Linked DNA regions of Gossypium hirsutum: region 2 is linked to region 1. The links are chromatin contacts, called in public Hi-C maps. All regions are on one chromosome and are shown on one strand. The core of a region is the stretch at or near the end of the contact, and the rest is flanking DNA. Distances in the headings are between cores, read along the strand shown.

The links. Hi-C and Micro-C count contacts between places; a contact is called where the count stands out from the background.
Region 2: a Hi-C map of leaf shows a contact between it and region 1, with 3 times the contacts expected there. The contact joins the promoter of LOC107909860 here to the promoter of LOC107909856 in region 1. A contact is called at or near these places in 6 of 34 Hi-C or Micro-C datasets (all in leaf).

Annotation. Positions count from the first base shown.
Region 1 is chrD02:56,364,804-56,372,247 of Gossypium_hirsutum_v2.1, reverse strand. It overlaps LOC107909856 (histidine kinase 3), which reads left to right and starts at 4,302. Exons shown (of 11, transcript XM_016837543.2): 1 at 4,302-5,938; 2 at 6,367-6,648; 3 at 6,945-7,114; 4 at 7,334-7,444. The coding sequence starts at 5,450.
Region 2 is chrD02:56,588,061-56,595,504 of Gossypium_hirsutum_v2.1, reverse strand. LOC107909860 (stress-associated endoplasmic reticulum protein 2) reads right to left here and starts at 4,137. Exons shown (of 3, transcript XM_016837547.2): 1 at 3,895-4,137; 2 at 3,123-3,279; 3 at 2,611-2,878. The coding sequence starts at 3,897. The coding sequence ends at 2,832. It also overlaps the pseudogene LOC107909861.

The DNA of each region.
Region 1 (7,444 bases), core at 3,053-5,552:
GTAGAAGTGAAGGGAAAAAAGAGCTTTTAATTGATGTATATGGTGCAAATAAACCTGACCCGAAGGCCCGCCCAAGATGTGGGAGAGTTTAGGTAAAAATATAGGCTCGAAAAATAGGCTTAGACAAAAAAAACCCGTTTAAAAAACGGGTCGGGCCTCGGGTAAGGCATTTTTAGCCTGAGCCCGGCCTAGCCCGGCTCGAATTCACTAAAGGACAAAAAAAATCTGCTCCATTTTTTTTGTTTTTGAATGTTATTTTCTTGTTGTTTTCTCCCTATTTTACTATCATTTTACTATTTTGTTGTTATTGTTTGGATATTATATAAAACTTATTTTATTGTTAATTTTGTTATTATTTTAAAGACATTTGTTAATTTTATTATTATTTTAGAGACATTTACTTGTTAAGTTGCATTTATCTTAGTGTTATTTAAGTCTATATATTTTTAAAATTGATTTTTAATTTGTTGAAAAATAATTATTTTGATGTTTGTAGTATTTTTGATGTATTATATATATTTAAAAATTATATAAAAATAATATAAAAAATTAATACGAGTGGGTCGGCTCGGGCTCAGGCCTAATAAATGGGCTTGAATTTTTAGTTGAGCCCGACCTGGCCCATGAGCACCTTTAGGTGCAAATAAAGAATGTCATATAACAACGATTTTAATAGTCTAATTACTTAAATAGAAACTTTTAAATAGTGACCATGTAACTTTTTAAAATTAAATAATCAACACATAAAAATATTAATATTTAATGAATTATATTAATTGATAACAATAAGAATAACTTTTATTGTATTGCTATGGAGAAAAAGAAGAGCTTTTACGAACTCACATAAAACTCAAAGCCCCGACACAAGCGTCCAGAAACGGAAAAAGACAAGAGGCAGCTGCAAATAGATGTAGATAAATGTAATAAATGAAGGCAAAGTCCATTATAGAGTTGAAAACGTGGGAGATTTTGATTGGCTATGAGGAAGAGAGAAGTCGATAAGCCAGAGTGGTCGACTCTAATGGCGTGTTTCGATAGATTTAGCTTCGCTCCATTATTTTTCATTAATTAATATGTGATTTATAAGTTAAATTTTAAATTTAGTACGAGTTTTATACATTTAATAAATTTAATTGAGTGGATCTTATTTGAATAGAATTTTCTATTAATAGATAAAAAGTAATTGAGTGATCTTATTTGAATAGAATTTTTTTTAAAATTATTTATATTAAGTTTTTTAAAATTTTAAAAATAAATTTAATTGTTTAAGTAAACTTAATGAAAAAATTGAAAATTTTTGATGAATTTTAATAGAGAATTTAAGTGGCATAATTTCCTTTCTCAAATTCTTTTTAAATATGTGTTTTTTCATTATTTTATTTTTACTGTGCATGCTCTGCTATGAATTTTTTTATATATTATTTACTTAATTTTAATATATATCTTAAAATTTTATTTATTAAAAATATTTATAAATTTTTACAAATCTAATCACAATTTTATAGATTACTATTTTAATAATTTGTAAAATTGTAGTAACCCAAACAATCATTAATAAAAGAGGAAGTGAGCTGTCCAGTAATATTTGATGGCCTAATCACCACTTTAGTGACATTGCCTTGATTAAAGTCTGCCACCGCTTTTTATGTTTTTTTTTAACTGCCCTTAATTACTCTTTTACTACTACATTATCGCTCATTCATATTTCTTTTTATTTACAAAAATAATCTAATTTCTTTGGAACCTTTAAGCATTTAGTAGATCTCCATTACCATTAAACAAAACATAAAACTCTCTCCACATTTACAAAACATTTTATTTGACAGATCATTTAATTAATTAATTTTTTTTCATACTATAAATTGGGGGAAAGAGATTAATAATGGACTTATCATTACCCGTCAGTTTTCCTCTTATTTTGGGGGAAACAGAATTTCATTGTCAAGCGTGTAATTCAGTGGAGTTTCAATTTAAAATGTAGACCAATTTTTTTTTTAAAAAAATTATAATTTAAAATCCAGTTTTAATTTCAAAAATCTGTTCGCTCTCATTCAACCATATGATTTCTTTTAATGAAAAACGAGTTTCATTCTTACACTTACTTTTAGATTTTATTTGTTGAAAAAATGTAAAATGAAGATTTTATTAATTAGAAGATTAAAGTTTATAATTCAATTTAAAAAAAACCAATTCATTTTCTACTTGTTTAATCATTAGTCTTAAACAATTTTTTTTTTAAAATTAGGATATTCATTATTGATAGTAGTGATTAATCTTAGTCGTAGATACTTTTCAAAAAGATAAATAACTGATCATGAAATGTGCTCAATTCTCATAGATGGAGATCAAACCCTTGATCTCAATGTTAAGGGATAAGACAAGTAACCACCATGCCACACCTCATGACTAAAAAAATACAAATTTTTTATTCTCATTGAAATGGTTGGTATCAACAGTGTAATTCTAGTATATATATTTAAACACTTTATTGAATTGATATAACTTTTAATCGAGTCATCAACTCAGTTTGAAATTACAAAAATATTCCCTATTTTACATTATAGATGCTTATATTTAAATACTTTACTCAATTAGTGTCACCCTTAATTGGGTCATCAACTAAATTATAAAATCATAAAGATGTATATTCTTTTAAATTATAATTAATATTAGGGTAAACTATCTCATTAGTCACTTTAAATAGTAGTCATTCTTATTTTGGTCACTCCAAAAAAAGAATTTGATCAAATTAGTCACTCCACCATAAAATGGTAACGAAAAAACTACTGGTACATTTTCATGTATTGTTTGAGGTGACCAAAATAGGAATGACCTTATTTAGAAAGACTAATAGATATTTTTTCCTAATATTAGTGTGACTAACATGGAATGCATAGTTAGCATTCCAATACCATTTATTAGTACTTGATCAATTTAATCAATTTCTTTTTTGGGTGACCAAATTACAAAAAAAAATTAGAGTGATCAAAATAAGAATTACTCCTATTTAGAGTGACTAATGGGGTAGTTTACCCTTAATATTATTATGATTGCTCTTTTGTTTTTTTTTTATTAGTTTATATCATCTTTAAATAAGAACATTACAAATTACAAATCCAAGGATCGAATGCATTTAATAGTATTAAAATAAAAAATTATTACCACCCCACTTATATTCATTATTAAATAAAATTTAAAAGAATATATTTTTAACATAACATATATCTTTATCTATGTATTTATTATCTTCGACTTTAATTGAGGTGATGCCACTCATCAATCAAATTTCAACCCAGTTGAGAGATTACTAAAAATACATTTTTTTTATATAAAGTAAGTTATATTATTATGAGAGTATTTTTGCTCATTTAAATTTTTATAAATCAATTAAAATTTATACACAATAAAATTAAAAAAAAACACACTATAAAATTAAAATTTGCATTTCAAGTTTCAACCAAAGCATCATAAACTTTTAATAAGTATATTTTGTTACATAATATTTTTTTTCATCTACATTATGGGTGTCATAATCTAGTTATACTTAAAATTTCTAATATAATTGGTGTCACGAATTAACTGAATTAGATTTTAAATATTGAACTTTATCATTTCAATTAAAATTTCATTTAATTTTTATATAAAATTTTAATAATATATTCTTTTAAAATTATTTCCCAAATGTACCATAATTTAATATATATTATTTTTCAACGTCCTTAAACATACAAATGGAAAAAAAACTCAAAAAATTTATATTTAATTTTTTTAGAAATTTATATTTGTTTTATGAATAGCACATAAATTAACACATTGTTAATAAATAATAAGATGTTAATTAAAAACTATTATTTTATTTATTTATAATAATTTTAAATGGGTAATTTATTTATGGATGATGCAAAATAGTATTGATTTATATATTTATTATTAAATTTATAAAATAGGGTAGTTTTATATCTTTTCATAATTATTATTATGGATATTTTAACAATTTAACCATTAAATTTTTCAATATATTTGTTCTTGTCATACAAGCAAACTTTTGAATCGATCAATATTTCTATCATATTGATCTAAAATATTATCTATATTAATATATATTTAGTTGTTTGAATTTTTTTTTCATAAAATGAATAGTTGGAAAATTTTAATTTATGCCGAACTTAACATACATGATCGAAGAATGGATATGACGGTTGGATTGACATAATATTAATCATATAAAAATTATAAAATTGTGTAAAACTATTTTTATTTTACACCGGTATAAATAAATCACCAATGATACTTAAATATAAAAAATATGGTTTTCTCATTTTATGCTGGGGGAGGTTCCAACTCTTATTAATTGAATTAGTTCATAAATTAAATAAAAGGGGAAAAAAAGAAAGAATAAGATAAGATTGCATTAGTGAACAGTGATAGTAGTAGAAAATGAAATGTTAAATTAAATACATTTGTAAGCATTGAATTTAAATTCATATTATTTTTTTGAGTAAAATAGTAGTAGTATTATTAAATTAGGGGGGGTTGGGGTGTCGTGAATGGTATGGGTAGAGATAATGGCCTATGCTAGCAGACATTTCTACAACCATATTCTTCTCATCTTCCTTTCATAGATTCTTTCAATCGTTGATGTCCATTAATCCCACTCTTCTTATGTTCTTCTTTTCCCTCTTCAACTACAGCAGCAAAGTGTCATGTTTAGTAAATAATAAGATTACTTTGTATTAAAAATCAGCTCGAAAATTCTGTTGATAGATCTCAACAGGGTGTTGTTACAGGTGAAGTTTGGGTCTGGGGGATCAAACAATAAAATCCACATGTTTAATTGCTGTCTTGGTGCTTGATTTTAGGAATTTAAGGATTTCCTGTCAGATTCTTTTGGCTTGAGGAAGATTATGTTAGCTAAGTTTTTATTGATTTGATATCTAGTTTTGGAACCCTTTTGTTTTTCTGGACATTTTGGCCTAGTCTTTTTCTTGTTCTGGGATTTGGGTGGTGGTTAGAAAATTGAAACTCAGAATCTAGAGGGATTCTTTCATTCTCTCTCTTTCTCTTTTTCTTTTATGGTAATTGTGAAAAATTTCCATGGTCTTCCTCAATTCAAGGTCCTATATCTTGCATTTCTCAGTTATTAGAGGGTGTAGTGCTGGATAAGATGGCATCTTTTGTTTTTTTTCTTTCCCGCACGGTTACAACACCTTCTGTCTTGTAGTCAATTTGGAGTTTGCTGGGTTTGTTTTTTTAAATATTTTATTCTCTTATCCCAAGGTTCTTGAGGTTTTCTGGTGATGTTGGATTTTACTAGACAGTTTTCTATAGATTTGACAATGGGTCTCTCTCTTTTCTAGCTGGAATTAACAAGCAAGTAAGACCCACTTTCAGGCTAAGGGCGGGGGTTACTGTTTGCTTAGTTAGCTGGTAATTGGTCACTGTTTCTTGGATGAGTTTGCTCCATGTATTTGGGTTTGGTTTAAAGGTGGGGCATCTGGTTTGGATGTTATGTTGCTGGATAGCATCTATGATTTTAATGAACTGGTCCATTAATGGTGAATTTAAGGACCCCAAGGCTGGTCTCCTTGGTGATAGTGGTAGCAAGATGTGGTTCAAATGTTGGGATGAAATCTCAAAGTATAGCTTCAAGATCCACCATCAGTACTACCAGTATATTGGTTCCAAGAGAGTTGGCAAGTCTTGGTCGAGAAAGCTCTTGTTTTCATGGGTAATTGGTTGGACCTTGGCTTCTATTTGGATCTTCTGTTGTATGAGCTCTCAAGCTACCGAAAAGCGCAAGGAGATGCTCGCTAGCATGTGTGATGAGAGAGCTAGGATGTTGCAGGATCAATTTAATGTCAGCATGAACCATATCCAGGCTCTCTCTATTTTGATCTCAACTTTCCACCATGGGAAATACCCCTCTGCTATTGATCAGGTAATCCATATCCTCTTCTTCCAACTTTTTCTTAGCATTTTTTTTGTGCTTGATTGCGAATTGTTTAGTGTCTTCTTTGCCTTGTGCTCAAATCAAACTGTGAAATCTTGTTGCTCTTTTTTTATTATTTTTATTTTTTAAATTTACTATGAAATTCAATCTAATTGCCAATTAAATTGATCTAGGTTAATCTTGGCTTCTCATTTGATGTGATTGATTGCCTGTTATTATACATTTTCAACCATAATGGTTGCTCCTGAATTTTAGATCAAATAAGAATTTTGGCAACTTGATACATGTTCCTCCTTCAGTATGTTAAGCGTGGTTATTTAACATTACGACCAAAGAGATATATGTGTGTTCTAAGTTATGAATTATGATCACTTGTGTTTTATTCAACAAAGGAAACTCACTCTAAGAACCTGTAGAGGACTTTTGCGAGGTACACAGAACGAACTGCTTTTGAGAGGCCCCTCACAAGTGGTGTGGCATATGCTGTAAGGGTGCTCCACTCTGAAAGGGAACAATTTGAGAGGCAACAGGGCTGGACTATTAAGAGGATGGATACCCTTGAACAAAATCCAGTTCACAAGGATGACTATCATCCCGACTTCTTGGAACCGTCGCCAATTCAGGAAGAATATGCTCCTGTTATCTTTGCCCAGGATAGCGTTTCACATGTGGTTTCTATTGATGTGCTGTCTGGAAAGGTGAGTTCCTTTACTATTTTCTAAAAGGTTCTAGTGATTCCTTCAGTAGCCATGGTCCATGGTGATGAAATTCACTGGAAGTTATGCTATTCTGATTTAAAGAAAATAACATAGAAGAGAAACCTTACTTTTATTAAGCATAGCAAGATTAAACCAACTAACTTTATAACTTCCTAGTTCGAAAGAATACCAAGTGTTTTCAATCTTTTAAGAGCTGAGACTTTTTCAAGAAATAATATTGAGTCTGTTCATTACAATCTTCAGTTGTGAATCTTTAGTCTCTTGCATATCAACAGGAGGATCGTGAGAATGTATTGCAGGCAAGAAAATCAGGAAAAGGGGTGCTCACAGCTCCTTTTAGATTACTCAAAACAAATCGTCTTGGAGTTATTTTGACATTTGCAGTATACAAGAGGGATCTTCCCTCAAATGCAGCTCATAATGAGAGGATTCAAGCAACTGACGGGTATGTTTTCAGTAAAAACAAAAAAAGTAGGCACAAATATTTAATCAATGTCTCCTTGTTTTATGCAAATTAATGTGAACCCATCTTTTGAAACAAAAGCCAATCTCTTTTCAACCAGAGGTCCTTGATGTGAAGCTCCTCTTTAACAGCGCTGATAAGATGATATCTTTCATGATAGTTAAAAGATAAGTTATCCTAATACCGTCATTGCACAACCAGGTATCTTGGTGGAGTGTTTGATATTGAGTCACTCGTCGAGAAGCTGCTACACCAGCTTGCAAGTAAACAAACAATCCTTGTGAATGTGTTGGACACAACTAATCAGTCTTA
Region 2 (7,444 bases), core at 2,888-5,387, 220 kb before region 1:
AAACCATAAGGAAAATTGTAATATACGTTTTTTATGAAGATGTTGAGATGAATTTATCTTGTTTGGAAACGTAATTTATGTCATGTCCAGAGCATGCACAGCTTTGGCATGATAGTTTTGCTTGGGCTTAGCTTTATTTTGATCGATAAATGGCCATAAAGATGTCAACCAGCAAAAGCCTGCAGATAAGGCCTTGACTTAAATAAGGTTTGATGATTGAAGTTCAAAGGTGATGTGAATGTTGAAGTCCAAATGGATTCTAGTTACTTGCACAATCGCCTACTAAATTTGGTTATAATCTCTAGCTTTTGTCTCTTGCAATGAGGCACTCTCCTTTCCTTCCCTCTATAGCTGGCTTGACCCTCGACTCCACTACTGGAGAGGAGTCTTGTGTCCCTTGCGCTATACAGGTTAACTATGGAACATGTTGCTTCACAGACACAAGGCTTCTTTACTACCTTTTATATTATGATGTTCTGAGAAGTTTCTATCATAGTTTGTATTCATTTTTCACCCCAAGAAGTTCTCTAGGATTCTTTGGTTCTCTTATCAATGTACCCATTGCTGGGTGCATGGGTATTTTTTGATGTGTAAACTTATATAAGAGGGAAGATTGGTAATTGAGTACATTGCTGCATCTATTGATTTTGATCAATAAGATGGTGAGGAAAGTTGTTAAACTCTCTTCGGGCCTGCACAAATTGAACAGATCTTATAACTCGAAATATTTACCATATTTCTTGTGATGGGATGAATGGTGGAATTGCTATTGCTTTAAACATGTTTGAGCTTAATGATCTTAAATTTATTGTAGCTGGTAATTTTTTAGCATATTTCAAATAGACAGTAGGAACGGGATTACTTATGTTAGCTTCCGTGCAGGTGGTGTTTGCACAATATAGATGATACTCCTGCAGACGATTACTACAGTCTTGTAATGGCTGCTGGGAAATCTGGAAGTTGTAAGATGTTGGAACCTTTCGAGCCTCCAGGTCCTCCACCAAGCAAGAAATCACGAAAGGGACGGAACCAAGAGAAATTACATGGAAGTACTGCTATACCTGAGGCCGAGGTTATGGAACAAGATATTTGGAAAGAATTCCCTGAAGACCTTCTTGAAGCTGTCATTGCAAGACTTCCCATAGCCTCATTCTTCCGCTTTCGCTCAGTTTGCCGTAAATGGAATTCCTTGTTGGAGTCGCAAAGTTTCTCTCAGCGTTGTGCTGAAATCCCGCAAGGCAATACCTGGTTCTATGCTTTTACTCATGACAATGTGGACTCCGGAACCATGTATTATGACCCTTCCATGAGGAAATGGCACCATCCTGCATATAGGCCAACAAAAATGATTGCTTTGCCAGTTGCATCTGCAGGTGGTCTAGTTTGCTTTCTTGATATTGGTCATAGGAAATTCTATGTCTGCAACCCTTTGACTCGGTCATTTAAAGAGTTGCCAACTGGGTCAGTTAAAGTGTGGTCGCGAATTGCTGTAGGAATGACTCTGAGTGGAAACTCAACCACTGGAGGCTACAAGGTCATGTGGGTGGGACGTGATGGAGAGTATGAAGTTTATGACTCAGTGAAGAATTCATGGAGTCGGCCAGGAAGCATGCCCTCAAACATTAAGGTGCCACTATCACTTAACTTTCTGTCTCAAGCTGTTTTTGTTGATAACACACTTTGCTTCATGCGGTCGGACCCTGAAGGGATTGTGTCCTACAACATGGATACCGGGTATGCAAACAATTTATTATTCCAGCCCCATTACATCTGAGTGACCACTCGCTTGCAGAGTGTAAGGGCAGGATCATGCTCGTTGGATTGCTGACCAAAAATGCTGCCACTTGTGCCTGTATATGGGAGCTGCAGAAGATGACGCTCTTGTGGAAGGAGGTTGACAGAATGCCAAACGTATGGTGCTTAGAGTTTTACGGGAAGCACGTACGAATGACTTGCTCAGGCAACGAAGGTTTGCTCATGTTGCAAATGAGATCGAGACAAATGAACCGATTAGTTACATACAATGTGATGAGCAGGGAGTGGCTTAAAGTTCCTGGATGTGTTGTACCACGGGGTAGAAAGCAACAGCGGGTAGCATGTTGCATTGCCTTTAACCCCTGCTTGACTGCTACTGCTTGATTTCCAACCCTTTATGTTTCAAGGAAACTATTTCCTATTTTAATGTTTCCCGATTATGTTCGATTGCTGCTAACAAGTCCCACCTAAGGCCGGATTTTCTTTTTGGTTGCATGGAAATTGGAATGGGCTTTTTCTTTATTTTCTTCTTTTTGTTTGGACATGTGGGTGAATAACACGCTTGGTTCTTAATGAGGCGTGTGAAACTTCTGCTGTCTTGTTGCATTGAGATAATAGTGACACAGGTAAATTGAGCGGTTAAGCTTCCTCTTTTAATAGATTCATTATACTAAACAGGAAATTCTCTACTCAGTGCTAAATTTGATGAATGAGGTTCATATAGAAGCTAAATCTAGCGGGATTGCATGTGAGAAAGCTCGAATAAATAAAAATCTTTACGCATCATCTGCTGAAGCTGTTGGTATAACCATTCAAATACCAAGTTACTCGGGTAACTCGGTTCAACCACTAATATATCAGTTTTTTGTCCATCTCATTGCATAAATGAAAAAAGTAGCAGACAAAGCACAATGACCAGACAAAGAAAGGGGAGGTCTTATTCAAATTCCGAACATTTCACAACGTAAGCATATCTCTAGTAAATATATCATCAGTTTCCCTACAAAACTAACAGAAAAGAAAAGCCCAATGCAAGACCAGTCTCCTCGCAATTCCTTAACACCAGAAGTGCAGACTTATGCCATACCTCCGCTGGTCGCTGTCCTGATAATCTGGAAGAGAGCTGTTACGGTGAATGTAAACGAAGTTGATCAGTAAATCATGACAGACAGGACATGCAGAAAATCTTGACTCTAAATTGTAATTATAGATATTTTAATTTAAGCAAATATCCTTGAAGATTACAATGATGAAATTAACTGAACACCAAGAAAAGCTAAACATATTACACTTTCCAACGAAGAAACCAGACAAATTATCCATACACATCGAATAAGGAAATATGATGGCAAAGAAAGAATCCTTACATGATCCAATGACGACGAATATGAAGAACCCAAGAAGCACAGGACCAACAGGATAATCCTTCCCCTTCTTTGTGGTTGTCTCAGGCACAGCTCCTCTCTTTGTTATGTTCTTTTGGAACTTCTCCACCTTTCTTTCTGCAAGACGCCTTGATGTTGTCTGCCCAAAGCAGAAAAAGTAGGGGGATAAAGTATAAATTTAAATAGAAACAAAGCAATTTTATTTTTCTTTTAGGGAATAAAAGGGTCAGGGTATCCCATGACAGGCCTGGCCTAATTTGGCGATGGATCTTAACATTTATACAAGATTTATGAGAAATATACATGACGTTTCGAATCAGTTTTGAACTGTGAAAATATAATTCGAACTGTTGACCAAAAAATAAGAGACAATTCGAACTATTTGCATATGACAGGTCAACAGTTCTAAATTAATACAATAAGGAAAAGCAATATAAAGACGAATAAATTATTCAAAAGATTTTCGAACAAATACAAGATAAATTGTGAGGCATATATATGCCATTTAGATCTATAATCGCTGAAATCTACAAACGATTTTATAAACACGCTAAAATGTAGATCCATAATCTATATTCGGAAAGGACGGAAGACAAACAAGAAGTTTATATTGGATCCACTCAGATACAAGAAGATCAAGAAAAATAATAATCAAATTAATAGGAAAAATAAATATGAAAACTGTGAAGTGAACCAATTATCAGAAAAAAAATACAAATTAACAGTTTCTTAGAAAAAGAAAATAAAAACTCACCATGATGACGGATAGATCAGATAGCCGGAGAAGATTGAAGAGAGAAAACGCAGGAAAATTGCAGGATCTCGCTAATTCCCTGCGAATTATTTTCTCTCTCGACCTCTCACTTTCTCGCGAAAATCTCCGGATTTGATAGAGGATGTCAGCTATCCGTCCGCTTTATATAGTGCTGAAGACGGAAAAATAAATGATAATTGAAGGTCACGCGTAAGTAGCGTCACCGGCTTCGCTCTCATTGGGCCTGAACCTCAGTCAGAATACGCGGCGCGTTTTCATTGGTTCTTTTTTACACGTAGACGTGTGGGATTTAAGACTTCGCTTAAATTTAAGCCGTTTGTTTTCTTTTAAAGGGTTAATTCAAGCAAACGTCCTCAAATTATGATTCAAATTCTAAATTAGTCTCTAAAGTTTAAATAATATTTTTAATGAATATCCTAACATTTTAATGGACCTCACTATACCCTTGATTCTTTTTCAAATTTTGATACTCCACTTACTTTCCTTTTTATATATTTTTATTGAAAAAATTGTGATAATGATCATACCATTCCAAAATTTTATTGCAAATAGCAGTTTATATACTATATTTTAATTTTTTTTATTAAGGTTTAAATGTATAATTGGAACTCAAATTTTTTTACTTATTTTAAATTAGTGTTTATGGGTTTTTTTCTAAATTGGTATCTTAATTTTTTTTAGGTCAACTAAATCGGTACTTAAATCTAACCCTTGATGTCATAATCTAAAAAAATATTTTTAAAATTATTTCTTTTTTTTTTCTTTAGTTTTCCCTGTGACATTTCTTCCACCCCAATTTCTTTTCTTTTTCCCGGTGACCTTTCTTTTTCCCACTATCCTTTTCTATTCTTTTCTCTACTAAACACGTTTGCTTTCAATGGCTGATTCCAATTCCTCTCCTTCACATTCTGCTATTGCTGCTGCTGCTGCTGCTTCTTTGTTTGACGTAGAAGGTACTGAGAAAATAAAGTTTCTAGACATGGAGGAAACAGGTTCAAATTCGGGCTACAAAGATTCTGATTACCCAATAGACTCGAAATGAAGAACTAGTAACTGAAACCTGACAATTAATAAAGTTTCTGGATAGTTGGATTTTTTTGTTTGTTTCCTGGGAAAATATGAGAAAGAACACAAAAAAAATAGTTTTTTTTTTGTTCACTTTGCTTTCTTTTTAGCTTCTAGGTTTATCTTTGTTTTATATTTCGAGCCTTGGTTCATCTTTTTTTTTTAATTTTCGTATTCAATTTTTTTTTTCTATTTTTTCAGTTTTTGGGTAGTTAGATTTTTTTTATTTGTTTCTTGAGAAAATACGAGAAAGAACAAAAAAAAGGGTAGATGCAGGCAACTCCATTAGATTTTTATCTTTTTACTTAATAAGTTTCTAAGGATTTAAAGCTTTTTATCGAAGAATTCATTTTGTAATTTGTTTGTTTGTTATAGTGGCTATTTATGGTGAAGAAGGATACTATGATTTGCACAATGATTTTTAAACAAATTAGGTACTATTAATTTTGATATTATTGTTTGCTTCATGAAATTGTATCTTACATTACCCTCTTTCTTCTCCTTTTTATTATCACTACTTTTCCTTCCACACAATATTTACAAATAAAACAAAATTGAGAGGTAAAGTAAAATAAACATGGTGGACATATAGCAAGCAGACGAAGTGGAAGGGCCATTACCGATAGTTTCATTTGAGACGGTTGGTCCAATTGGGTTCCCATCACAAGGTTATCTAAGATAGGTGAAAGTGTAGTTCAGCTCAGTTGGTTCAAGCCATGAGTTTTTATGGTTAGTTTGAAAAGGGGAGGGGAAGTTGTGGGAGTTGGTTGATGGTGGCTGAAAAATGGGGAGGAACATGAAAAGGGTTTAAGATATGTGATTTTGGTGGTAATTAGATGGTGAGAAAGTGAGTGAAAATTTTTGGGGTAAGAGTTTTTGACAGAAGAAAGAAGGGAATGTGAAATCATGAGTTTTTGATAGAGGAAAGAAAGTAGGAATGATGAAGAAAAAGAAAAATAAGAAAAGAAAATAAAAAGGAAAGAAAAGGGGGGGATAAAAAAAGAAAAACAAAAAGAAAAAGAGGTATAAGAGGACGTCACGTGGCATTGCACGATTGGCTAGTAAGTAAAAAGTTAACGGCATTAGACTTAGGTACCAATTTAGTTGACAAAAAAAAATTTAAGTACCAATTTGGAAAAAAAATACCATAAGTACCAATTCAGGAGAAGTGAACAAATTTGAGTATTAATTTTATATTTAACCATTTTATTAAAAAATAAGTAAACTGGTCTCTTTATGTTAGATGAATGAATGAAATAGCCTTTCTATTAAATGCTTACTTTGATATTTTATATTTAAGGCATAATAGTAAATGTAGCCATCAATTTTTATATACTTATTTAATTTGACCTCTATTTTTTTTATTGGGAATAAATTGACTCTCCACTTTTCATTGGTGATGTGACATTTTTTTATATACCATATTAATAAATAATTTAAAAATTATAAAAAAATAAATAAATAAAAATTATATTTAAAAATTATAAAAAACTCTTCAAAATATAAAAAAAAGTAAAAGTAAAAATTTATAAAAGAATTTTAAAAATGCAAAAGAAGTTAAAAGGTTTTTTATTTAAAAAAAAAGAGCTCGAAAGGAAAATAAAAAAAGAAAGTAAGAGAAGTTTTATAGTAGTTTGTCGTTGTCGTTTTTCTTTTAATATTAGTGTAAACTGTTCTAATGCTAGCCTTAGCCCTTATTCTAGCATGTTGTTGGATTTTTAATGGTAATTTATTAATTTATTTATTTGTTATGATACGGTGGTACCCCGTATACTTCACATTATTATTACTTTAGTATTGTTTGAAAGGAAAAATAAACAAAGTGAAGAAAGCTTTGTAGTTTATCTATAATCTATAATAGATAAATGATATAAGTTTACAGAAGGTTTTGAGTTGACGAAAATATTATTTGTTGTTAATTATATTATTAAATTAAAAATATTTTTAATCTATAAAAGTTAGAGTATGGAGAAGTTTTTGAACTAAATAATATAACTTTTGTTGTTTATTTTAATTATTATTAATTATTAAATTTATCATATTTACAAATAAGAGTTTTAATATTTTTAAAATAATTAGTTAAAAATTTAATTGATAAAAAAATTTGTCATGATTATAAATAATAATTTTAATTTTATCAAAAGACTTTACTTAAATGAAATTATATAATAACAAATTTAAAAGTTAATTTTATATTTAAATTTTGATTTGCCATGTTTTACTATTGATTACTTAATTGGATAACATAATGATGACCTCGTATGTATTGATGTACATCCTACTTGAGAATTGCTATATGGTGTTGTAATGAACTTTGAATTGAGTAACTACATGAGTAAGAAAAAACGAGAATTTTGGTAGGAATCTTGAATGTATTAAATGTCTTAATTAAAATTTTACTTGATAGAATGATTAGGATACGATTAAAATGTTAATAGGGATTAGTGGCACGCTTTTGATTGAA